Regions from separate parts of the Canis lupus genome. Here region 1 is linked to region 2. A link is a contact called in public Hi-C data. All regions are on one chromosome and are shown on one strand. Each heading gives the region's core, a stretch centred on a gene start, on an enhancer-like site or on the middle of the called end of the contact. The rest is flanking DNA. Distances are from core to core; before and after follow the strand shown. Region 1 holds the start of TRA2B (transformer-2 protein homolog beta). Region 2 holds the start of IGF2BP2 (insulin-like growth factor 2 mRNA-binding protein 2).

Region 1 (5,582 bases), core at 1,059-3,558, 130 kb before region 2:
TAAAAAGACTGATAACTCAGCTAAAAAATGGGCAAGGTGGGATCCCTGGGTGGCACAGCGGTTTGGCGCCTGCCTTTGGCCCAGGGCGCGATCCTGGAGACCCGGGATCGAATCCCACGTCGGGCTCCCGGTGCATCGACCCTGCTTCTCCCTCTGCCTGTGTCTCTGCCTCTCTCTCTCTCTCTCTCTCTCTCTCTCTCTCTGTGACTATCCTAAATAAATAAATAAAATATTTAAAAAAATGGGCAAGGTATGTGAATAGACATTTCTCCAGGGAAGATCTACACATGATCAATAAACACATGAAAAGATGTTCAACATCATTATTAGGGAAATACAAATCAAACCCTCAATGAGATACCATTTCACACTTGTTAGAGTGTCTAGGATTATTATTATTTTTTAAGATTTAAAAAATTTACTTATTCATGAAAGACACAGAGAGAGGCAGAGACATAGGCAGATGGAGAAGCAGGCTAACCCCTGGGGATTGATCCCAGGAGCCTTGACCCCAGGACCCCAGGATCACTACCTAAGCTGGAGACAGATGATCAACCACTTAGCCACCCAGATACCGCAGTGGCTGGAATTAAAAGCTCCTCAAAATGTTAAACATAGAATTAGGATACAACTCAGCAATCCACCCCTAGGTATATTCCCAAAATAATTGAAAATGTATGTTCGACAAAACATCATAGCTGCTGTGATTACTCATAATGGTTAAAAAATGGAAAGTGCACTTTTGGGTACAAAAGTCTATCAACCAATGAATGAATAAATAAAATGTGATATATCTATATAATAAAATATTATTCACTAATTAAAAAGAATGAAATACTGATACATGCTACAGCATGCACAAGCCTTAAAAACACTACATTAAGAAGCTAATCACAAGGGACTTCATATTAAATATTTCTGTTTATATGATATGTTCAGAATAAAAACTATAGAGACAAAGTAAACTTCAGATTCCTTAGAGCTGGCAGGGTTGCAGGAGGGTGGAGAGGGAGATGTACAATGACTATGAATGAGTACAGGTTTCTTCTTAGGGGTGATGAAACTGTTCTAAAATTGCTGTGATGCCTGCACAGTTCTATATGTACAATAAAAACCATTTGAATTATTCACTTTACTTTTTAAAGATGTATTTATTTGAGAGAGAGCGAGCACGGGGCAGGAGGGGGGAGGTGTGGAGTAAAGAGCAGAGCGAGAGGGAGAAGCAGACTCCCACTGAGCAGGGAGCCCCATGCTGGGCTGGATCCCAGGACCCTGGGATCATGGCCTGAGCCAAAGGCAGATGCTTAACACTGAGCCAGTCAGATGTCCCTAAATTAGTCACTTTAAATGGGAGCATGGCATGGTATGTAATCATCTTAATAAAGCTGCTTAAAAAAATCAAATGGTCCTTTACAGGTACCAAAAGTACCAAACCAGCCAGGTTATCATACTTCCTTTTTAATGGGTGATGGGTACATAGGATAAGGTCTGGATAGTACTGTGTTTATAAAAAAAAAAAAAAAAAAAGTATAAGTGAACAAGAGCAGTTGAAACCGAGGCTGTTCAAGAACTGTCTATCACGCCATTGGGTAAGAGAAGAGCAGCCCGGGTGGCCCAGCGGTTTAGCGCCATCTTCAACCCAGGACCTGATCCTGGAGACCCGGGTCGAGTCCCACGTCGGGCTCCCTATACGGAGCCCGCCTCTCCCTCTGCCTGTCCCTCTCTAACAAATAAATAAAATCTTAAAAAAAAAATTAATCTTCCCTCCAGTGACATCATTGCAGTAGGCACTTCTGGCGCTTAAAATCATAGTTTACACCCGTGTTTAACGGTTCTTCCTTTCTGGACCACTAACTTCTTTCAGAATAGAGATTGTGTCTGATGTCAGCACCTGGAGATCTGAGAGTGCTTCACCATTTAATAGGTGCTCAAATGAAGGTTTTTTTCAGGAAGGATGCATCCACAACTGAAGCTAAATAAGTGCAAGGCGGTAAACCATGGGTCGCAGTAGAAGGACATGGGGTCTCTCCAACCAAAAGGCGGCACAAAAACTAATAAGCACAAGAAAGGAATCAAGGATGGGAAAAAAGGGCATCTCCTCCTTCCCACCGCCGCGACGCTTTCCCTGGAAAGTTCCAGAAGAGATGAGGGCGTGGCCGGTGACATCACCACGCCCCTCGGCGACCACCAACCGCAGGCGCAGGCCGTCCAGCACGCTTACTTTCCCGCCTCGCTGAGACCCAGAGATGGTGGGTGGGGCTGGGCGGGCTGCGAGGCTTACGTCACGTCCGGTTCCGGACGCGCCGCCGCTAGAAAGGGAAGACCGAGCGCCGAGGGGCGGGGCCAAGAAAGCGCGCGTTCTGAAAGGGGAGGAGCCGGCTTAAGGAGCGCCGCGTCACGTCCGGCAGACTTAGAGCCCGTGCGGAGGCGGTGCGGAGCGCTTCGGTACTCGGCGGCTCGGGAGCCCGTGCGTTCTGTGAGGCTGCGGCGGAGCCTCTATACAGAAGGCGCCAGAGGTTGGCAGCTTCGATTGAAGCCCGTCGAGCGGCGACAGCAGCTAGGAGTCATGAGCGACAGCGGCGAGCAGAACTACGGCGAGCGGGTACGTAGAGGTGGTGCAGGGGGCGGCCGTGTGGTTCCAGCTTGCATCTCTTCCCAGGCCCGTCGGCCTCGGCTCCGGAGACGGGCGATTTAGACTCCGAAGTCTGAGTCTTGGAAGCACAGGAGTGGGGTTTTAAAAGCCCTTGCGAATAGTGTCGTTAGTCACGAAGTAGGCCACTGGCGGGTTTGTGTGGCCCGCAAGTCGAGACGGCGGTTTTTTTCCGTTAGAAGAGGGGAGAAAGATTAAAAATGGCCGCTGCGTCCCCTTGGTGTTGGGGGAGGGGAGCGGTATCTCATTTCGCCGTTGCTCTCCTGCGAAGCCTCGCTGCCGCCATCTTGGGCCGGCTGGCCGGGCGCGCTGCCAGAGGCACAAAATGGCGGAGCAGCCGCGCGTCAAGGCGGGCCCGCGCCTCACAGACCGAGCGGGGGGAGGAAGGCAGCGTTCTCTGGGAGGGTTGGCCCATCGTTTAGCTTTAGAATCGTTTTGTGGACCCCGAAAAGACGGAGTCTGGGGTGTTCTTGGGGCTTTTTTACGTCGGGGAAACTAATCCGAGGTAGACAAGTTCTGGGCCCGTTAGAGGGGGTTTCGCGCGGGCTTTTTGTCTGGCCTAAAGGGAGTGCTTTTTTCCGATATCGAAAGTGTTTTCTTTCAAAGGAAAAAATCGTTATCGGTATCCGATGGACGACACCCTGAGGCTACAGAGGTTTTCTTGTTTTATGGAGCAGATATTTATTTTCTAGGGGACTGTGTAGAAGAAACTGACGGGCAACCATGTATGGCGCCGTTATTTCCTTTGTTTTGAGGCATTCTACTTCTGTGAGCCACAGCTTATGTTGGTACACTTTGACTTTGCCTCCACTTAACCCAAATGTTGAGTTCGGTAGTGGTTTGATTAGATTGCGGGAATAAGACCGCTTCCGGGCTTAAAAAGCGTGTAGTAAATAAAGCGTGGTTGCAGGCCTTGGGTATTCATGAAGATGCAAAAATACACAAAGCTTGTCAATCTCGGGCATTCGGAGGATATGGAGAATTTCTTCGAGTGAGATTAATGAAAAGCACCAGAGAACATGATTTTTTTTTAACTTGGTAAGGATAAAGAAGTTGGGTGCTTTGACAGTTGACTTAAGTTTTGCCTTCTAGTGCCATCCTAAGATCTCAATAGCGGTCGTCAGGTAAATCTATTCAAATACACTAGCAAACTTCTATGAAACCGATTTGGGGCCCTTCATTAAGAGGGCATTTTTTAAAAACTTCCTGTCTTAGGCCCTGAAACTTTGTAAAATTTACTGTGTAATTTTGGAACCAAATCTGATTTAACTTGAGTAATGAGGCTTCACCTATTCAGAGAATACTGGCTTTTTACATTTTCCTTTAAGACGGTTGGTTGCACCAACATCAGTGCCTGTACGAGTATTTTTAAGCTCTTGCTGTCCACCGTAAGAAAGTTTGGACCCAACCTACAAATTGTTAAGCAGTGATTGCTGATTCTACCAGTTGACTATATACCGTTGAATCTAGTCATCGGTGTTTGGAACGGGGGAAGCAAATGATAACTTTTAAGTCTTCGGTTTTCTTAAACAATTACTGAGTACTTTTTTGCGCTGCGAAGAGAATACAAAATGGCCGGTTTCTGAGAAGCGCTCTTAGTTGAATATACCTGAATAAGTTACTTGGAATGGTGTGCTTGTGAAAACGAACATTGCCCCAAAATAAATTGTCGTATTTTACATAAGGGAGGAAATTGCTGAAGGTAGGTTCCTGGCTTGAAACAGCTCTGGGTTGCCATCCTAATAATTTGACATTTTTTGATTTTTTTTTTCTGGTTAAAAATATAAATCCTTGTTTTTTCCACAACTTTGTTTACATAGGTTAGGTATTCGCTAAATTCTTATAAAGGAAAGTTACATGTTAGAAATTGATTTTTTTTTCCTTACATAAGTTTTGAGTCCTGGAAGCATTTCTAAACTTCGTAGTTTTATTTGGCATTTTGTTTTGTATGTAGATTGCTTTCCAATTGGTGTATTGGAAGCCGAAGAGATTAGAATAGACCGTAAAAAAGGTTGTGATTCCTAAAGAACTCTGGCAAAACCCTAAAGCTTAATGGAACAGATTAGATATGATGCCATAAACAAGACTTAAGTGTTTGTAACAGGTCTGATTGGCTAAAAACATCCTTTGAACTGAAAGCCGTGAAAAAGTTGGATTCAGGGTAATAATCTTGGACATACCTGTTAATAGCGTCTCTGGAGCCTGAAAAATTGTAGTAAATCCACTCTAGACCCTTAAACCTATCAAACTTGATGTAAATCATTAGTAAAAGCCTGATTGGTACCATTAATGTAATCACGTGTAATACAAATCTCCTTGGTTTGGCTGGAATTCCACCCAACCCTCCCTTAATTTAGCAGTCCAGAATTGAGACGTCGCTGTTCCTGAAGCCCCAGCATAGTTCCGGAAGTATTTTTTCCCCATTTCTTTAAACTTTAGAAGTTCACTTCCTAAATAGGCTGGTTGCATGTGTACAATAAATTGTTCTGTTTGATCACCCCTATTGAGTGAATATACTGACACTTAGAACAGTGGTTCAGTGTGTGCCCCTATTTCGTTTTAAATGCGTACTCACGGTATATTCTAGAATTTTTGTCCACATCACATTTTAGTTATGGCAGAGTAGTTGTGGAACATTTCTCATGAACGTTGATAGATTTAAATTAAAATGTCTCTAGAGTCACTTCCTTGATGTAGCCGAACTTGTGCAAAATAAAATTTTTCATTTCCGAGTATAGTTCTTTTCCAGTACTTTCCAAAAATTACTGGCAAGCATTTTTGGGGAATAGTTGACCACCTTTGCAAAAAGAAGTATTCATAGCAGTTGTGTCACAATCTGGACAAGTAAGAATATAAGAGTTGGCTGCAAGTTTGGAGGTGAGGTACATGGTGATACTTGGGTAATCTTTAAGGACCAGTAATGGTCATAATA
Region 2 (4,940 bases), core at 1,371-3,870:
AAACCTAGTTTATCTATTAGTTTTGGGGAATAATGGCAAAGTCCATTCCTAACTCCAGGAGCAGTACAATCCAATCCTTTTCTAAGAGAGAGGAAATATGGGAATATTTGAGACCAACACCAGAACTCAAATAACTGCAATATCTGGGTATACTTTATTTCTCCTCTGGACAACTAATTATTTAATGAGATCTCCTTTTCCAATAGACAGTTTTATAAAGCTCATTAGTTCCTAAGAAAAGCATTATGTGTGTGACCACTGTGTTTCAACACACTACTCAGTTCTTCAGAGACTTCACAACAGTTCTGCAAGGGTTGGTTGCTTTATCCTTTTCTTTCTTTTTTTTAAAGATTATTATTTTTTCAAGACTATTTATTTATTCGTAGAGACACACACACACACACACAGAGAGAGAGAGAGGCAGAGACATAGGCAGAGGGAGAAGCAGGCTCTATGCAGGGAGCCCGACGTGGGACTCGATCCTGGGTCTCCAGGATCACGTCCTGGGCTGAAGGCGGCGCTAAATCACTGAGCCACCCGGGCTGCCCTCTTTCTTTCACTTATTTATATATGTATGTTTAAAAGATTTTATTTATTTATTTATGAGAGGCAGAGAGAGAAGCAAGCTCCATGCAGGAAGCCTGATATGGGACTCGATCCAGGGACTCCAGGATCATTCCCTGAGCCAAAGGCATATGCTCAACCTCTGAGCCAGCCAGGTGTCCCTCTTTTTTTTTTTTTTTTTTTTAAACTGAAGAAACTTAGGCTCACAGATGCTGGAACATTCTAAGCCACACAGCTAGGGACGGACAGAAAGGAGGAAGGTCTGAGTCCTAAGCGTATAGGCCTTCCACCTGCCAGCGCATCCCAAACAAGAATCACCTGAGAGCACTTAAGGAAGATACAAAATGCAGGCTCACAGGGACCTGGAAACGTGCATTTTTAAAAAACAAGCCGTGCTCCCTTCACCCTCTCGGTCAACAGGAACGCTTATTAGCAAAAGAGAACTTCACGACCCAGCCGGGAGATCTGAACCTGTTCCATCTTCACCAAGGGACCCCAGTGTCCTCAAGAACTTACTCCTCTGGTCAAACCATCACTCCCACTAAGGTCCCCAGAAGTTCAGATCTTGCAATCTTCTTCTGTCCCTTCTTCAACCAACGAATCCTGCCATTCTTTTCCTTCCCTGTATAATAATTCATTTCCTGGCTGGGACCGGGCTCTAACCACCAGACTTCCAGCCGGGCCCCGGAACTCCCAACAGCCTCCAGCCCTTCTGGCTCCTTCCCTAGCCCCTCGGCTTGGGGCTGCTATCATCCCAACCCTGCCTCTTCCGTCGGTCACGTTGTTTCCTCCGCTTGGAAGGACCTCTTTCCTCTCCGGGCCCTCCCCAGAGCTCGGGGGGAACTCCTACTCCAGCCCGAGCGCCTCCGCCTGCAGCCGCCCCCGCCGCCCACCACCGCGCTCCGGGACGGAGCCCGGCCTCGCAGCCCAGAAGCGAGCGCGGTCCTCGGGGCCGCGGCCCCCGCCCCCGCCCCCGCCCCGCTGGCCTCCCCACCCGCCACCTGGCCCCGCGGCGGCCGCTCGGGAAGCCCTCGGCACTTCCCAGAATAGGGAGCAGCTGCCAACGTCAGGCTGCCGCCGGCGCGGGGTTCCGGGCGCACGGGGCGCGGGCGGAGCGGACGGGACTCGGCTCCGGCCTTCCGTCTCCCGCGACGGGCCGGGAAACTGAGGCCCGGGCCGGCGGCAACTTGCCCGGGCTGCGCCGTGCGCGAGGGCCCAGGCGTCCCGACCGCCGTCCGCGAGCCTCGACCGCACGCGCCGCGGGGTCGCCCCGGGGAGCCGGGCGGGGAGCGGGGCTCCGAGCGAGCGCTGCGCCCGGGACCGCGCAGGGCGCCGGCCGCGGCCAACTCGCCGCCGAAGTTGCCTCCCAGCCCGCCCTCGCCTCTCACCTCCGAGACACACCTTCCCCGGCCGCGGCGGCCGCGCTCTCACATCCGGTCCACCTTGCGCACACCCCTCTCCGCGCTCTCCCACGGCCCCGCGCCCCCTCGCGCACTCCCACCCGCGCCCCGGGCGCGCCTTCCCCGCCCCGCCGCACGCCCGGCCTCCGCGCCGCGCCCGCCGGGGCTCCGGGCTCCGGGCTTCGGGCTCCGGGCGCCCCGGCCCCGGGCCGCGACCCGCTTCCGCCCGCCCGGCGGGAGGCAGAGCCCGGGGAGCCGCGCGGGGGGCTCGGGGCTCGGCGGCGCGGCGCGGGGCGGGGAGGGGGCGCTCGCTCGCTCACTCTCGGCGGCGCACACGCCCGTACAAACTCTCACACACACACACACACACGCGGGGTGCGCTGCCGCCGCCCGCCGCTGCTCCTCCTCCCGCCACCGCCTTGAGAGCGAGCGAGAGGGAGGCAGAGAGAGCGCTTTGTCCGCGCGCCGCCGCCCGGCCCGGGACTCTGCCCCGAGGAGGCAGCCGCGCCGAGTCCCCGCCTCCGCCTCTGCCCCCGGGCGGGCCGGGCCGGCCGCGGTGGGGGGAGCCAGGCTGAGGGTGGGGGTGGGTGGCGGGCGGGCGGGCGGAGGGCGGGGAGGGGGGGCGGAGGAGGAGGAGGAGGAGGAGGAGGAGGAGGAGGAGGAGGAGGAGGAGGAGAGACGAGGGCAGCGGAGGAGGCGAGGAGCGCCGGGTACCGGGCCGGGGGAGCCGCGGGCTCTCGGGGAAGAGACGGATGATGAACAAGCTTTACATCGGGAACCTGAGCCCCGCCGTCACCGCCGACGACCTCCGGCAGCTCTTCGGGGACAGGAAGCTGCCCCTGGCGGGACAGGTCCTGCTCAAGTCCGGCTACGCCTTCGTGGACTACCCCGACCAGAACTGGGCCATCCGCGCCATCGAGACCCTCTCGGGTGAGCAGTCGCCGCCGCCCCCTCCCCCCGCCTCGCCCAGCTCGGGCCGGGACGGCGCCCGGAGGGAGGCCGAGCCTGCGGGCGGCGCCCGGCGGGGGCTCCCGCGCCCGCACGCTCACTTCCCCGCACCAGACCCTCAACTCTCGGCGCCGGCCCGCTCCCCTCCCCCCGCCGCGCCGGACCCCCCCCGCCCCGCGCGCTCCCGGCCGCAGCCCCGGGGCGACCCCCGTGCCGCTGCGAGGGTGCCCGGGGCTCGCCCGCGCTCTGGGGGCGCCCCCCTCCCGCAGGCTGCCCGCGCCGCTCTCCGGAGTTTCCCCACCCCCATCCCCGGAGAGCCCCCCGTGCCCGCTGTCCCCTGACCTTGCCGCCCCCCCTTTGTCAGGGACCCCCCCCGCCCCGCACAGCCCGCGTGCCCGGACCTCTCGCCCCCCGCGCCCCCGGAGCCGCGCGCCCCTCGCTGGCCCCCTCCCCACCGCGCCCCGCGGCCCCCCACTTTCGGAGCCCCCTCGGCGCCGCCCTGACGGTCCCCTCCGGGGTCTCGGTGCCCCCCCCGCCCCCCAGCCCCGGCCCCTGCACGACGGCGCCCGCTCTCGGTCCCTCTCCCGAGCCGCCGTCCCCTCTCGCTCGTCTCTCAAGCGCTCCTATTTTTCTCTGAATTTTTTGTCCGATTTTATTGAGAAGAACTCGGGGCTGGGGGCTTTCCGCCGCCGGCCCCCCCGCCTCCCGCTCGGCCAGAAGCACCTTTCTACGAGGTGCCCTGTCTCAACTCGGTGGGGGCCCCGGGCTGAGAACCGGGAAAGAGGCGACCGGGGGGCCCGCGAGAGCGCCGGAGCCCAGACGGGAGACGGAGAGCGACACACACACACTGGCGCGCGCGCGCACTCCCCAACTCGCCCTCTCGCACACGCACCGCTCGGAGCCGCGCTCGCCGCCCGCCCGCCGGAGCCCGCGCCCCCCGAGCCCCCCGCGCCCCGGCCGGCCCGAGCCCCCGGCCCACCGGCGCGCGGGGGGGGGGCGGGGCGGCCGCCAGGCCAAGGTGACACCCCGGAGCCGGCCGGGACCGGGCGCCCGCGGCGGCGGCCCCCGGGGGGGAGGCGGGGTGGGGGCGGGGCGGGGGGGCTCCGGTGCGCCTCGTCGGGGCCGCGGGGTGGGGAGGGCGGGGAGGGGGGCGCAGCGGAGCCTCCGGGGCCCGGGTCAGCGGCTTGGAGAGGTGGGGGCCGGGCGAGCAGCGGGGCCGCGCCAGCCCTGCAGCTTGAGTTTCAAATGAGCTCATCCTTTCAAATTGGCGCCGCTCTTTATTAAATTTGTTTTTCCGGTAATGCCACCCACAGCTATACCTGGGGTCGGATCCGGGCTCGCGCCCTTCCCACCTCGTCCAAAGAGTCGGGGCGCCCACCTTGCTTCCCACCGGGAGCCAAGTTTGCCCAGCTCGAGGCGGGGAGGAGACCCCTGGAGGGCGCCCGAAGGCGGAGCCCGAGCGTGCAGTTCTGTGCGTGCCCCTCCTAGACCCCCGCCGCTTTGATCTAAGGAAGGTTCTGAGTGCTTTAATTTCTGTTTTAAAGGTAAAGTGGAATTGCATGGGAAAATCATGGAAGTTGATTACTCAGTCTCTAAAAAGCTCAGGTAAATATATTTTGCTTAGTTATTTCGTGATAGGGCTTACGTGTAAATACAGAAATACGCTCCGTTTTTTTTTTTTTTTAATGTGCTTTTGTGGTTTTAAAAAGGGAGGCTTTTGTTTGTTTTGTTAGTGGAGATAACATAGTCTAGAAAGTTACATTTTTTTTTTTTACTTTCATTATATAAGGTGTTTACTGTACTTTGGAAAATATCTGGTGCCTTATTGGGGGTGAGGGGTGGCGAACCCTAGCTGTGTGAAATTCGCTGGGACCGTTAAACTTGTTTATCAAAACTTGCCTCCCACCCCCCACCCCCCCACTCCCAGCCCTACCCCCCCCAGCACAGTGGCAACAAATGCTTGTCAAGACTTCCTGTGAGATGTTAAGAGTAAATATTTACTTTGTCAACTAAATTGCTTAACTAAAC

Evidence for each region. A called contact is a pair of places that touch in the nucleus more often than the background predicts.
Region 1: a Hi-C map of tumor fibroblasts shows a contact between it and region 2, with 4 times the contacts expected there. The contact joins the promoter of TRA2B here to the promoter of IGF2BP2 in region 2. A contact is called at or near these places in 2 of 9 Hi-C or Micro-C datasets (amygdala and tumor fibroblasts).

Annotation. Positions count from the first base shown.
Region 1 is chr34:18,824,198-18,829,779 of UU_Cfam_GSD_1.0, reverse strand. TRA2B (transformer-2 protein homolog beta) reads left to right here and starts at 2,308. Exons shown (of 9, transcript XM_038583629.1): 1 at 2,308-2,602. The coding sequence starts at 2,567.
Region 2 is chr34:18,692,569-18,697,508 of UU_Cfam_GSD_1.0, reverse strand. It overlaps IGF2BP2 (insulin-like growth factor 2 mRNA-binding protein 2), which reads left to right and starts at 2,620. Exons shown (of 15, transcript XM_038583625.1): 1 at 2,620-2,894; 2 at 4,457-4,517. The coding sequence starts at 2,717.